Regions from separate parts of the Sus scrofa genome. Here region 2 is linked to region 1. Evidence: chromatin contacts called from public Hi-C data. All regions are on one chromosome and are shown on one strand. The core of a region is the stretch at or near the end of the contact, and the rest is flanking DNA. Distances in the headings are between cores, read along the strand shown.

The links. A called contact is a pair of places that touch in the nucleus more often than the background predicts.
Region 2: a Hi-C map of epiblast stem cells shows a contact between it and region 1, with 8 times the contacts expected there. The contact joins the promoter of PAX2 here to the promoter of NKX2-3 in region 1. A contact is called at or near these places in 2 of 47 Hi-C or Micro-C datasets (embryonic fibroblasts and epiblast stem cells).

The regions. Positions count from the first base shown.
Region 1 is chr14:110,717,978-110,723,934 of Sscrofa11.1, forward strand. It overlaps NKX2-3 (homeobox protein Nkx-2.3), which reads left to right and starts at 2,407. Exons shown (of 2, transcript XM_003359321.4): 1 at 2,407-2,976; 2 at 4,505-5,957. The coding sequence starts at 2,616. The coding sequence ends at 5,247.
Region 2 is chr14:111,818,354-111,824,431 of Sscrofa11.1, forward strand. It overlaps PAX2 (paired box protein Pax-2), which reads left to right and starts at 3,981. Exons shown (of 12, transcript XM_013983669.2): 1 at 3,981-5,178. The coding sequence starts at 5,154.

The sequences.
Region 1 (5,957 bases), core at 1,157-3,656:
GCAAGAGCCTAGGGAAGGCCTAGGAGGAAAGCGCCATGGAGAAGCAAGAGAATGAAGCAAGGAGAAATGTAGGTTTCCGTTGGAACCTGTAGAGAGCTATTGTCCGTGGCTTATGTCTTTCTTTTTTTTCCTAAATCTCGAAATCACTTAAGAAAATCGCCCACGGAGGCGATCAATCAATAAATAAAGGACCAGTGGGGAGCAGAAACATTCCCAATGATAGTCTAGCCCTCGGGTGCGGGTGGAAGAGAGGGGCTGGAAGAAGGTTCCTTCTTTGATGCTTGCCTGCCTCCCGGACGCAGAGTCAAGGAACCCTACCCGGCAGTGCCGCTCACTCACCCCCACCTCTCCCTGAATCTTTGCGGCCCGGGCGCTCGCGATCCACAGCCAAAGCAGGCACATTCTTCTCGCTGCAGCTCCACGGCCTGGTCTGGAGATGCCGGCTCCGCTCGGGGCGTCAGTAGCCTCAGAAATCAAAGCAGAAAAACACCGGGCGCCCCTGCGGCTAAGGGGTGGTCGTCTCGGCGGAGCAAAGGCCAGTTCACGGAAGGTCTCCCCCACCGCCTGCCGGCCGCCACCACCTAAGTACTGCCGGGCGCACGTGGCCCGCGCTGCATCCCAGCTCCCCGGGCGGCCCCAGGGGCTGACTCCCCGCACCATTTCCGCTCCCTCCGGAACAGCCCCGCCTCTCCCCCCTCCCGACTGGCTGTTCCTTCTCATCTCAGCTTTGGGCACCCAGTGCTCCCGCTGTTGCGGGGGCCCTCCCTTGACAGCTCTCCGCTCCTGCCCTCACTTCCATCCTGAGTCTGCCGCCGCCCGGAGGCGTTATCCACGGTCCCTGCACCTTCCACCTGCTCCTTCTAGCTTAGGCCCGTGCTGCCCCAGCTCCTACATGCTGACAGCCAAAAAATGCTTGGGGCGGCTAGGGCCAGCTGAGGGGCGCCACGGTTAGGCCAAACCAGTCCTCCCCCCCCCCTTTTTTTCAACGCCAACACTGCACACGGTTTTTTTTCTGTGGGCCTCACAGCAGCGCCGGCTGCTCCTCACTGGGCTAGACGTGGTGGCAAGCTAAATTCTATTTGTGTGGGGAGCTGATCTCCACCAGTGCGGAGTTTCCAGAATCTCAGGGGACCCCATAGATTCGCCCACAAAACAACCAGGGCCGCAGGAGGGCGCCAAAAAGCGTGTGGGTTGGGGAAATTAGAAAGGTGTCTGCGAGGGTCAAGGCCTAGACCCAGGCGCCGGATTTCAATAGGCGGAAAAGACGGCCTCTACTCTACGGCTAAGTCACCTCCCATGTGAAGACAGATCCTGCTCTCAAGACCGAATGAAACCACCCACCGTGCGTGGCACTCCGGTCGGTCACGTCATCAAACACTGCTTGATCACCGATGTGGAATACTGGTAGCTGACACGTACTGAGCATTAACACGCGGGCCCTGCACTAAACTCCTGGAGCGTTTTGCCTCACTTATCCCTGGTAACAACCCTGAATAAGGTTATTACTGTCTTTTTGTAGACAAAGAAATTGACGCTTAGAAACGCCCAAGGCCATACACTGTCTAGGCCAGGATTCAAACCAAGAGCTGTAAGACAACAAAGTTCAGCAATAACTCCATTGTTCTGTCCCTCACATACCTGGTTAGTGCTGTCGCTGGAAAAGCTACAGGAAAGAGCAACTGCAACCGGGACCCTGCCCTCGGAGGGCTCATAGTTTACCCGGGGAGACCAGGCAAGCAATATATCTACAGTACTAGGCGGTAAGTGACAAGGGACACATGTCCTTTTCTAACACGCGCTGCAAGTTCAGATGCGAGAGAGATGACTTCTGGCTAGGCGATAAGGGATGCTTTCTTGGAGGAGGTGGTATTTGAACAGAGCCTTGAAGGACAGCTTTTGACTCATGGAGATAAGAGCGGTGAAGACATTCTGAGTGGAGGGAACAGCTTGAGCAAAATCAACAAGGCGGGAACGCACGCGTCGCCCATCCGTAGATATATAAAACATTCCCCCTCCGTGGGGACCCAGTGCCGGGTATTTACAAGCCAGGAAGTTTTCCTGCCCCCGCAGCAGCTAGGAAAAAAAACGAGCTCCTGAGCTATCCTTCCTGGCAATTGGTTCGCGGACAGGAAACCTCCCAGAATTGGCTTTGGCCGAGAAGATGCGGCCAGACAGGGTGGAAATCGGTAGTTTGCCGGTCCCAGGCAGTGCGGCCTCTTCCCCAGCGACTCTGACTTCGCGACTCTATACTAGTCCTTGTCTATTTCTGGTAGCTCCACAGCACCCCCTCTCAGTGGATGCGCGGGGCGTGGTCCACCGGAGCTGGAGCCAATGGGGAGGGAGGCCTAGGCGAGAGCCCCGCCCCCGACGTGACGCAGGACCCCCGGCCTCAGGCTTCGTAGCCCCGGCCCCAGTCCCTGCAGTGGCTGTAACAAAACCCAGACCCCCACGTCCAGGCCAATGGAGGCGATTTAGACTGGAGCGGGACCGCGTCTGTCAAAAGCCCGACTCGGGAGCAGCGGCGGAGTCCAGAAGGAGAGCTGGAGCCGCCGCGCTGCCTCCCCGCCCCCGCCGGGATTTATTGAGTATTTGGACTGGACAATTAAGTGGCTCTGATGATGTTACCAAGCCCGGTCACCTCCACCCCTTTCTCAGTCAAAGACATTTTGAATCTGGAGCATCAGCAGCAACAGCACTTCCACGGTGCGCACTTGCAGGCGGACTTGGAGCACCACTTCCACTCGGCGCCCTGCACGCTGGCCACCGCTGACGGGACGCAATTTTCTGACGGAGGGGAAGAGGACGAGGAGGAAGAGGGAGAGAAATTGTCCTACTTGAATTCACTAGCTACAGCCGATGGCCACGGGGATTCCGGGCTCTGCCCCCAGAGCTATGTCCACACAGTCCTGCGAGACGCCTGCAGCGGGCCTAAGGAACATGAAGAAGAGCCGGAGGTCGTGAGGGACCGGAGCCAGAGTGAGTAGAAGGGGAAGGGAAACAAACCCGCACATCTGGAGCAATGGCGGGGTGCCCACAAACTGCCCACAAACCTTGCCAGTAGGGTTGCCCGCCCCTTTAACCTTTGGCTGGGGTCATTCCTGGCCCTGGTCAACAACTCCGTAAAGCACAGGTGCCTGGGAGGGAGCCGAGCCGTGCAAAGGGAGAGAAGGACGAGGTGACTCCACCAACTACTCCCCCCAGAGGGGGGGAGGCGATGCAGCCCCTGAGAGAAGGGAAAGTAGTTATTGCTGCCCTGATGCTGATAAGCAATGGGGGCTCAGCTGCTGGGTGCTGACAACTCATGGTATTTTTGATCTTCCCAAGAGCTGGAGGGGCACCGAGCTTGAACTTTTCCCACTTTCCCTCTAGCGTGAGACAAGTTTTCTGAGGCCAGGGCAGGCGCTCCTTCTTCTTGGAAAAGACTGTCCAAGCAGGTTGTGTCCCTAGCATATGCCGGTTACAGGAACTTCGGTAGAGTTCAGCTGAATGATTTCCTCAACTTCACCGCTTAGAATTCAACGTCCTCGCACAGCACCCACGGCACCCGGCAGAGAGGAAAGGGAGGGTGGGTGAGTGCATGGGAATACAGTCCATTCTGAGGGAGTACCGCATTCAACCCCTGAGCCACTGGCCTTTTTTGAAAATTCTTAACGTTTTGCTTTGTGTCCCAGCTGTGCGGCTTTGGCGGAGTGAAAAACGCGCGGAACTTAGATCTCCGCAGCTCAAGTAGGATGGGGGTGAATTGGATAGGGAAAATAGGATAATTGAATAAAGCCTCCAAGGACGTGTTTGTTTCTTAGAGAGGCAGAGCCAAAGAACCTCTTTCCCCAAGAGGAGGTTTGATGTGGCAGAAGCCAAGGCCTATGCTCTGACAGCTCCCCTGGGCCTAAAATCGACGAGAAACTGTCTAAATTAGCCAGTCAATCAAATTTCTTTTTCTCTCTAAGGTAACATAGATGTCCTCACGCAGACATTTAGCTGTAGGTTTGTAGGCTTTTAAAAGTAAAAAATAGTCCCTAGGCATTACATGAACGTTACACTCAGACATTTCCGCGCAGAAAGATTTTTGGCGCAACTCACGCATACCGGCCCCCAAATACCAGTATGCCTCACACCTTCAGCCATTCACGAACGGAGTGTAAAGCATATGAGCTTGCAAATACTGGGTAGTTATGTAGTTGCAAACTTTCATCCTGAAAATCATTAGCACGTCGATTCGCACGTGTAAAACAGGGTAATCTCCCGCAGGAGTTCAAGTTCTAAATAAATGCCTACTAACTACCTCTCGCTATGGAACGTGCCTCTGCCCGCCAAAGGTATTCTGAGGGGCCTTGGACTATCGCAGGGTTCCAAGGCTCCAGGAGCCACAGACTTTCCCCAAAGTCGAGGCAGTTATTACCGCATGCTCCGCGCTGCCAGCAAAAGGGGCCACAGTGCTTTGGGACCGGAGCGGCCGTGAGGCCGGGAACAACTGAGGGACGCTGTTGTTTTGCTTCTTCCGCAGAAAGCTGCCAGCTGAAAAAGACTCTGGAGGCGGCCGGAGACTGTAAGGCGGCGGAGGAGAGCGAGAGGCCGAAGCCACGCAGCCGCCGGAAGCCTAGGGTCCTCTTCTCGCAAGCCCAGGTCTTCGAGCTGGAACGCAGGTTCAAGCAGCAGCGGTACCTGTCTGCGCCGGAGCGCGAGCACCTCGCCAGCAGCCTGAAACTCACATCCACTCAGGTGAAGATCTGGTTCCAGAATCGCAGGTACAAGTGCAAGAGACAGCGGCAGGACAAGTCTCTGGAGCTGGGTGGGCACGCGCCCCCTCCGCCCCCGCGCCGCGTGGCGGTGCCGGTGCTGGTGCGGGATGGCAAGCCTTGCGTCACGCCCGGCGCGCCAGCCTACGGCGCGCCCTACAGCGTGGGTACCGGCGCCTACTCCTACAACAGCTTCCCCGCCTACGGCTATGGGAACTCGGCAGCTGCGGCTGCGGCCGCCGCGGCTGCAGCCGCCGCCGCGGCGGCCTACAGCGGCAGCTATGGCTGTGCGTACCCGGCAGGCGGTGGCGGTGGTGGCGGGGCCTCTGCGGCGGCCTCAGCCATGCAGCCCGCCTGCAGTGCGGCGGGAGGCGGCCCCTTTGTGAACATGAGCAACCTGGGAGGCTTCGGCGGCGGCGGTGGCGGCGGCGGCGCGCAGCCGTTGCACCAGGGTGCGGCGGCCGGGGCCGCGTGCGCGCAGGGCTCCTTGCAGGGCATCCGGGCCTGGTAGGGACCGGGCAGGTCAAGCGGTGGGCCCCTTACAGCAGCCTGGCGCCACGGGACTAAAGCGCGAGAAAGGCTGGATCCCAGGAAGGGCCAAGTCCCCTCGTTAAAAATACAAATATATATGTATATGTCTCGTTCCCCAAGGCCCCACGCGAGGCCTGGGGAAGGGGGCTCGGGGCGAAGAGGATGCCCAGGAGCGGTCACGGAGACTCTCTCTGAGGCAGAAACACTGGCCAGTTGCCGGGAGGATGATGGCCCCGAGCCTAGCCCCGAAAGGAGTGTGAGAGGTTGGGACTGACTCTGGCTGCCGCTCGGTTCTCCTAGAGAAGAGTTTCTCTCCCTCGGCCTTCCCGCAGCCTCTGCGAAGCGCTGGCGGAGAACCCAAGGACAAAAATTAAAATGAAGGAGAGAAAAATGGGCGTCGTGACTTGAGAGCTCCCCAGGTCTTACCGACCCTCTGCCCTCTTTGCGGGCCGGCGCGCCACACCACAGTCCATTTTCCTTTTCCCAACTGCCTGCTCTCTGCAACAGATACCTCGACCTGGATCTCCGGATTGTCAGGGGGCGTAGACTCTGCGAGAAAAACCAGCGGAGCGAGATCAAAAGTTGGGGGGTTTGAACAAATCCGGGACCTGGTGGCCCACCGGAGGTGTTACCGGGTTTCCTTTCTGTTTCATATTCTGTATTCATCACATATATAATATATATATATCC
Region 2 (6,078 bases), core at 2,731-5,230, 1.1 Mb after region 1:
GATTTATTCTCATCACTCTGAGGAATCAGGTGCTGAACTGAGCCCCGGAACGAGGGAACAGATTTCTCCCAGGAAGGGTTTTTGTGAACTAAACGATGCTAATTATCGAGTGGGGGACGCGCCGCCCGAGGAGGGGAGGCGCGCCTAGCCCAGCGCGCCGGGCGAGGAGAGAGGCCGGGGCCGGACCGCAGCCCTCCCAGGCCACCTCCGCTGCGCCTCTTGCCCTGGCTTTCGCCTTTCCCTGGGAACTTTCCCGTCTGAGTTAACTATTAACCGCTGGCGAGAGGCAATTTTCTTAGGAATTTCAGCGATTTCCTTTTCGCGGTGGAGGCAGATTAACATGCAAATGGTGAGATGCTCGGCTTGAGTCTGTGCGCGGGTGAGGATGCCTCTGCCCCTCCAAAGAGTGTCCTTCGCGACGGCGGAAAACTACAGCCCCGCCATCCCCCTCCCCCGCCCGTGCCGGCGCACGAAGCCGTGACCGAGCCAGTACCCGGCTGGTGCCCGGAGTGAAGGTGGAAAAAGCCGAGCGCCTGGAGCTCGGGGGCGGGGTTGAGGGGGGAGCTTAACCGGGCACAGCCACCCGAGGAGCCCGCGACCCACACAGCCTGGTCCCTACTCGGAGCCCAGCACGTGGGGACGCCCTTGGAGAGACTGGCAAACGCGGGGGAAAGCCCTTTTCTGCCTGCAGAAACTCCAAGACAGTGTCTCGCGTCCTCCCCCGCCGCCACAGCCGAGCACCCCCGCCCCACGCGCACACACACCCTGCCCTGGCTTGTGGTCGCGGCAAACTTTGTCAAAGTTGAGCTGCTGGGCACAGACGCCTCGCCTTTTCCTCCTTTCATCTCTTGCCCGGGCGCTCTTCCTGGAGCAGGACAGAAGGAGGTTCTCGGCCTCTGGCCTTAGGAGAGAACAGTATGGGAAAGTCCGAGCCTCGCCTGGCTAGGACGTTAGCCTCTGACCGCCCGCCACGCCGCCCGGAAATCCAGTGCGGTCCACGGCGGGAGGCTGATTGTTGCGGCGGCCAGGCTTGGCTAGAGCCCTGGCGGAGAGCCGCGTCGCTGCCGGGGTCGGGCCTTCTCGGGGCGCCAGGCCCAGGCCCTCACTATTGCGTCGGGCCCGGCTGGGCTTGGGACCCCGGTTCAGGGTTGCCAGCCGCTCGCCAAGCCATCCTCCCTGCACCCTCAGCTTTTCTAGCAGACTTCGCTCCAGCCCTCGCCCCGGGTTAGCTCTCGCCCCCGCCCACCTCGCCGGCTCCGTCTCTGGCGGGGCTGCCTCTGTCTCTCTGGCTCTCCCTGTCTCTCTGTCTCTGTCTCTCTTGTTTGTTTCAACGCGCGGACACTGATTGCGCCTTATGAAGTTCTAACTGGTTTTGTGTCAGGAAGATCTTTCTCGCTGCTACCCAGCCTGGCGTGACGGATTAAACATCAACTAGTTAAATAAAAATTAATATCAACTGCCTCCTAACTTCTAATGTCATGTTGTTTATAACTAATGAACTGATTAGGGGATAAACACATCACGGAGACATTCGGCTCTCCTGCCTGGGATCTGCAGCCACCCGGTGCCCAGTCCCCAGCACGGCCTGCCAGCTGCCAGGCCAAGAGGAAGGCGGGGGCTGGAGGGGCTGCCAGTTCCCCGGCTTGCTCCTCTGCCTACCTTGTTCCTTTTCTCTGTCTCTTTCCCTTCCCCTGTACCTTTTCTTTTCTCAGCCCCTCCGCTTTTCTCCTTCTTTCCTCTTCCTTCCTTCCTGCCTTTCTTCCTTCTTTCCTTTCTTTCTCTGCAAAGATCAGTCCATCAGACTGACTCCAACTTGTGTTTGTCTATCTGTCTCTCTCTCTCTTCTCTCTGATAGTCTGGGCCCCAAACCCGTTTTTCTCTATGAGAGTCCCTGTCTCTCTCTTCCCACTTCTCCACCCTCATTTGGCTTCCTTCCTCCCCCAGCACAGAGTGTAATGATTAAAAGCATCTTTTCGACTGGGCTTCTGCCCTGCTACAAAGCAAGAGGCCGCAACCTCTCCCTCAGCACCTTGGGAAAGACTGACACCACCTTCCCAGTTATTTAGGGGGAAAGAGAGGGCGCGGGAATACGTGAGGGTGTGTTTTCTATTTCTCCTCTATTTAATCTGGAAGGGGAAGGAGAAAATAAGTGATTTTTAAAACTTTCACCTTTCCTCTTGTCCCAGAAGCAATTAATACAGGTTCGAGTGCTAAATTTAATTTTCAAGGAAAGAAAAACTGCTCTAGTGTCCTTCCTCCAGGGGCTTCAGAGCCCTCTCCACACACCTCCACCTCCCCAGCTAGCTCCAGCCTGACCTGAGCAGGCCTCTACAGGGCCCTTCCTCTAAAGACACTTGCACCAAATCACAATTGTCATCATGACAGCAATAAGGCAGGGGAGCGAGTAATCACAGACCTGGCCCCGAAGATTTTTTTTTTTCCCTAAGAAGCCACAACGTTTTAACTTGGTTTGCCCTGGACCGCAGGGTCTGACAAGACAATAACAACAGAAAAAGCTTTTAAAACCAATTTAGCACACGTGAAAATGTAATTCTAATGAAGAATCAATAGGCTGGCGGATCATTTTTCCTGGGACTCCTTGGAGAACCTGAGAGAGAGTTTCAATCAATGGGGCGGGCAATGAGCACCAGGGCCCTGCGAAGCAGTGTGGGACAGGGATGAGGGCTGGAAGACAAAGGGAAGCAGAACCTGAGGGAGGAGGCTGGAGGGAAGCTGAGGCACAGGGCTGCCCTTTGACTGACACGGCTTTGCAGGCTCCAAAAGTGCCAGAGCCAAGAGCTGAGAGAGCTCCTTCCTCCTCTTGGTCCCTCTGGTATGCAGACAGGCTGCTTAGCACAATGGCCTCAGCTGCCTTCCCCTGGGCCTAGGCCCCAGCCCTGGCACTGCCCCAACCCTGGGCCCTGTGTTCAGGTAACTGTGACGAGCTGGCTCAGGAGCAGGCAGTATGTGAATGTCCCCAGTTCAAAACGCCTGGTTCCCCAGTGGGTGCCTCTCTGCTCTGTGTGTGTGTGAAATGCTGGGTCTCAGTTCCTGTCTCTGAAAACACAGGCATGAAAGAGCAAAGAATGTGTCTGTGATCAATCACACTTCACATTTTATCAATCACTTCACACAAGTTTCTCAAGAGAAACCTGTGAGAAGAGCAAGGATTCTAACCACTATTTTAGAGAAGGGGTAACAAAGGCACAAAGAGCAGTACAGTGACGGTGTGACCCAGCAGGTCATGGCCCATGTGTGTGACTGGGTGTGGTTCTGAGTGGGTGACAGAGGCTAACTATGTGTGTGAACATCTCACGTGTGTATAATGGAGTAACCACATGAGAATGTGTGTATGTGTGAGTGTGTGACTAGGTTTTCATATATGTATATTGCACTCCCATCCTTGTCCTTAGGGGTGGTGGTGTGTGTATAACAAAAAGAAAAAAAATTTCTTTTTACTTTTAAGTTTCTATGCTCTTAGGTTGAAAATTCACTGATTTGGAAAAAAAAAAAAAGGAAATGAAACACCAGTAAAGTCTGATGTTTTAAATCACAATATTGGTAAGATGGTAATCTGGCCATGATTTTCCTGAAAGAATAGGGGTTCGTGTTCCTGTAGGATGATTTTTTTAAATTGCACTTGGGAAACCATGATATAGATTTTGCCTCTGGGCTCTTGTGCCCCTCCAGCCTCCTGTCCCTAGATGTACACTCTTTCTGGAAGAACTTCAGATGAAGTATCCGGGACTCCAGTGAAGAGCTTCTGTTTCTAACCTAAGTGGGTTCAGTAGGCCCTGTGGACCTGGGTCCTGACCCTTGCTGTGGCCCCCCCACCCCCACCCCCACCCTCACCCCCATCCCGCCTGGACACTGGGGCTTACCCAGCACTTTGCTTGCCAGCCTCCCCGTGTCTCAGTGTTACTTCATCAGGGTGAGCAAGCCTATGTGCAAGTGAGTGGGGTTACAATGTGAGTCAAAGAGAAAGGGGTCATGAGTAGAAGCAGTGCTTGAGAGCTGCGTGAGTGTGTAAGAAGGAGTGCAAGACGGTGTGTGTGAGCTAAGTGGTGTGTGAGGTTTGAGGGAAAACTTTGACAAAGGTGTGAGAGATGTAAATTCCAGATTGGGGGAGCACAAAGCGCAAGTCGGTCTTTGACCAGGGATGAAAGCACGAGTGTGCTTGGAGAGGGTGTGAGTCTCAAGGTCCAAGAGACTTGCAGTGAGAGGACCAGGAGCCTGTGGAATCCTCTGGTTCAAAGAGGCGGGCATGTGAGCGTGGCCTGAGCTGGGAGAGAGCTGGTCATTCTCCCTTTCCTCGGGGCCTGTGTTATCTCCTTAAGGCAAAGGGGCCAGGACTTTTTCCTTTTTTTTTTAAGAAGGAAGGAAGGGAGGGATCAAAGAAAGAAGGAAGGAAGGGAGGGAGGGAGGAAGGAGGGGAGGGAGGGAGGAAGGAAGAAAAAGAGACAGAAGGAAGGAAAAGGAAGAAAAAATATTTAAATTTATTTGGAGCAGGAGAGGCTTGTGAGGGGTTTAGTGAGCAGTTCCACTATGTATTGGTGACAGGGCACAGCTATGTGGCCCGAAAGAAAGTTGGGGTGTGTCTGAAGGAATCTTGGAAACTGGGGCTGAGACCCGGGGGTGTGTGGCAGGCTGGAGGAGAGAGAGCGTAAGATGGGGCGAGCGCGCAGGAAGGGACACAGCACAAAGTTGGGGAACGCGTAAGAGTGGAGACGCCCCTGCGTGTAAGGCGGTCGACTGACTGGGAGCGAGTGACAGTGAAGAAGAGGGGGTGGGGTGAGAGGCTGTGCCGGCTTCTAGGCTGGGATTCGGTCTCCGGGCGCCTGCGGCGGCGGCGCGGTGGTGGCTCGCCTACGGCTGGCTCGGGGCCCGGGTGGGTGTGCACGCGTGTGCGCGGGGCGGAGAGCCCGGGCTCCCGGGCGCGTGGCTGTGCCTCGGCGCGGCCGGCTGGGTGAGCGCGGGCGCGAGCGGAGCGCACGGCGGAGGCGGCGGGCAGCCCGGGTTATCTGAGCCGCTCGGTCTTGGGTGGCTGCGCCCAGATCTCCGGGCGGCGGCGGCCAAGGCGAGACGCGCTGTCGGGCCGCTGCGGAGCCAAGAAGCGAGACCCAGGCCCTGACGGCAGCGGCGGGGAGCAGAGCATGGAACAGCGCGCGGGCCGGGCAGGTAAGAGCCGGGAGGAAGGTCCCTTTGGCGCCACAGGCAAGAGGGGTGACCGAGGGGGATGGGGGCGGCCGAGCCGAGGGACTCCATCCGTCTTTCATGCCGTGCTTGCCCCGTGGGCGGTAGGCCTGGGGACTCGGGCTCTTCGGCCTTTTTCCCACTGCTGAGGCCTCCTGGCCTTCCCTACCAATGTCCACCAAATCGACTAAAAACTTTCCACCCAGAAAACCCGAGTTTTACAACTTCTCCTGGTCTCTTTGCAGAACCTGGCTTTTCCTTTCTGTTGTCGTTTTTGGACTCCATCTTTCCACTTTCCTCAGTGTGGAAATATTTTGCCCAACTTCCTCCAAGTTGGGAGGACCGGGAAGGCCTTAGTTTCTAGTGGGGATGGAGTGTGGGGGTCTGTGCAGGTGTGCTAGTGAGTGGGGACGTGCTCTGTGCACACGTCTGTGTGCACACTTGTGAGGGTCTTGTGTATTTGAGTGTGAACCAAAGTATAAGCACCGGTGTAGATAACACGTGTGGAGAGAAGGCCACTCCCCAAATAAACACCTCAAAGGAGGCCTGGGGCAAGGGGAGGGATGGCTGGCCCCAGGGGACCCAGAGGAGAATCAGAAGCTGCTTACCCAAAGGGCTAAGGGAATGGAGGGCTGCACTGGAGCCATCCCTCCTTCTCTTTCTCCCTCTCTCTCTCTCTCCCCCCATCCCCTACCTCCAGGCCTGCCAACTCCCCTTGTCTGCCCACTAGGTGTCCTGGTGTAGCAAAGGGGTGGTAAGCCAGGGACACAAGTTTAGTTTTAGGTTGTGGGGAGGAAGAGGGTTGCATCAGGTTCCCAAGAGCTTTTCAAATAAGGCCACAGAGGTCAAGGACTAACTCCAGGCCCTTTTTGCCTCACTCCTCTC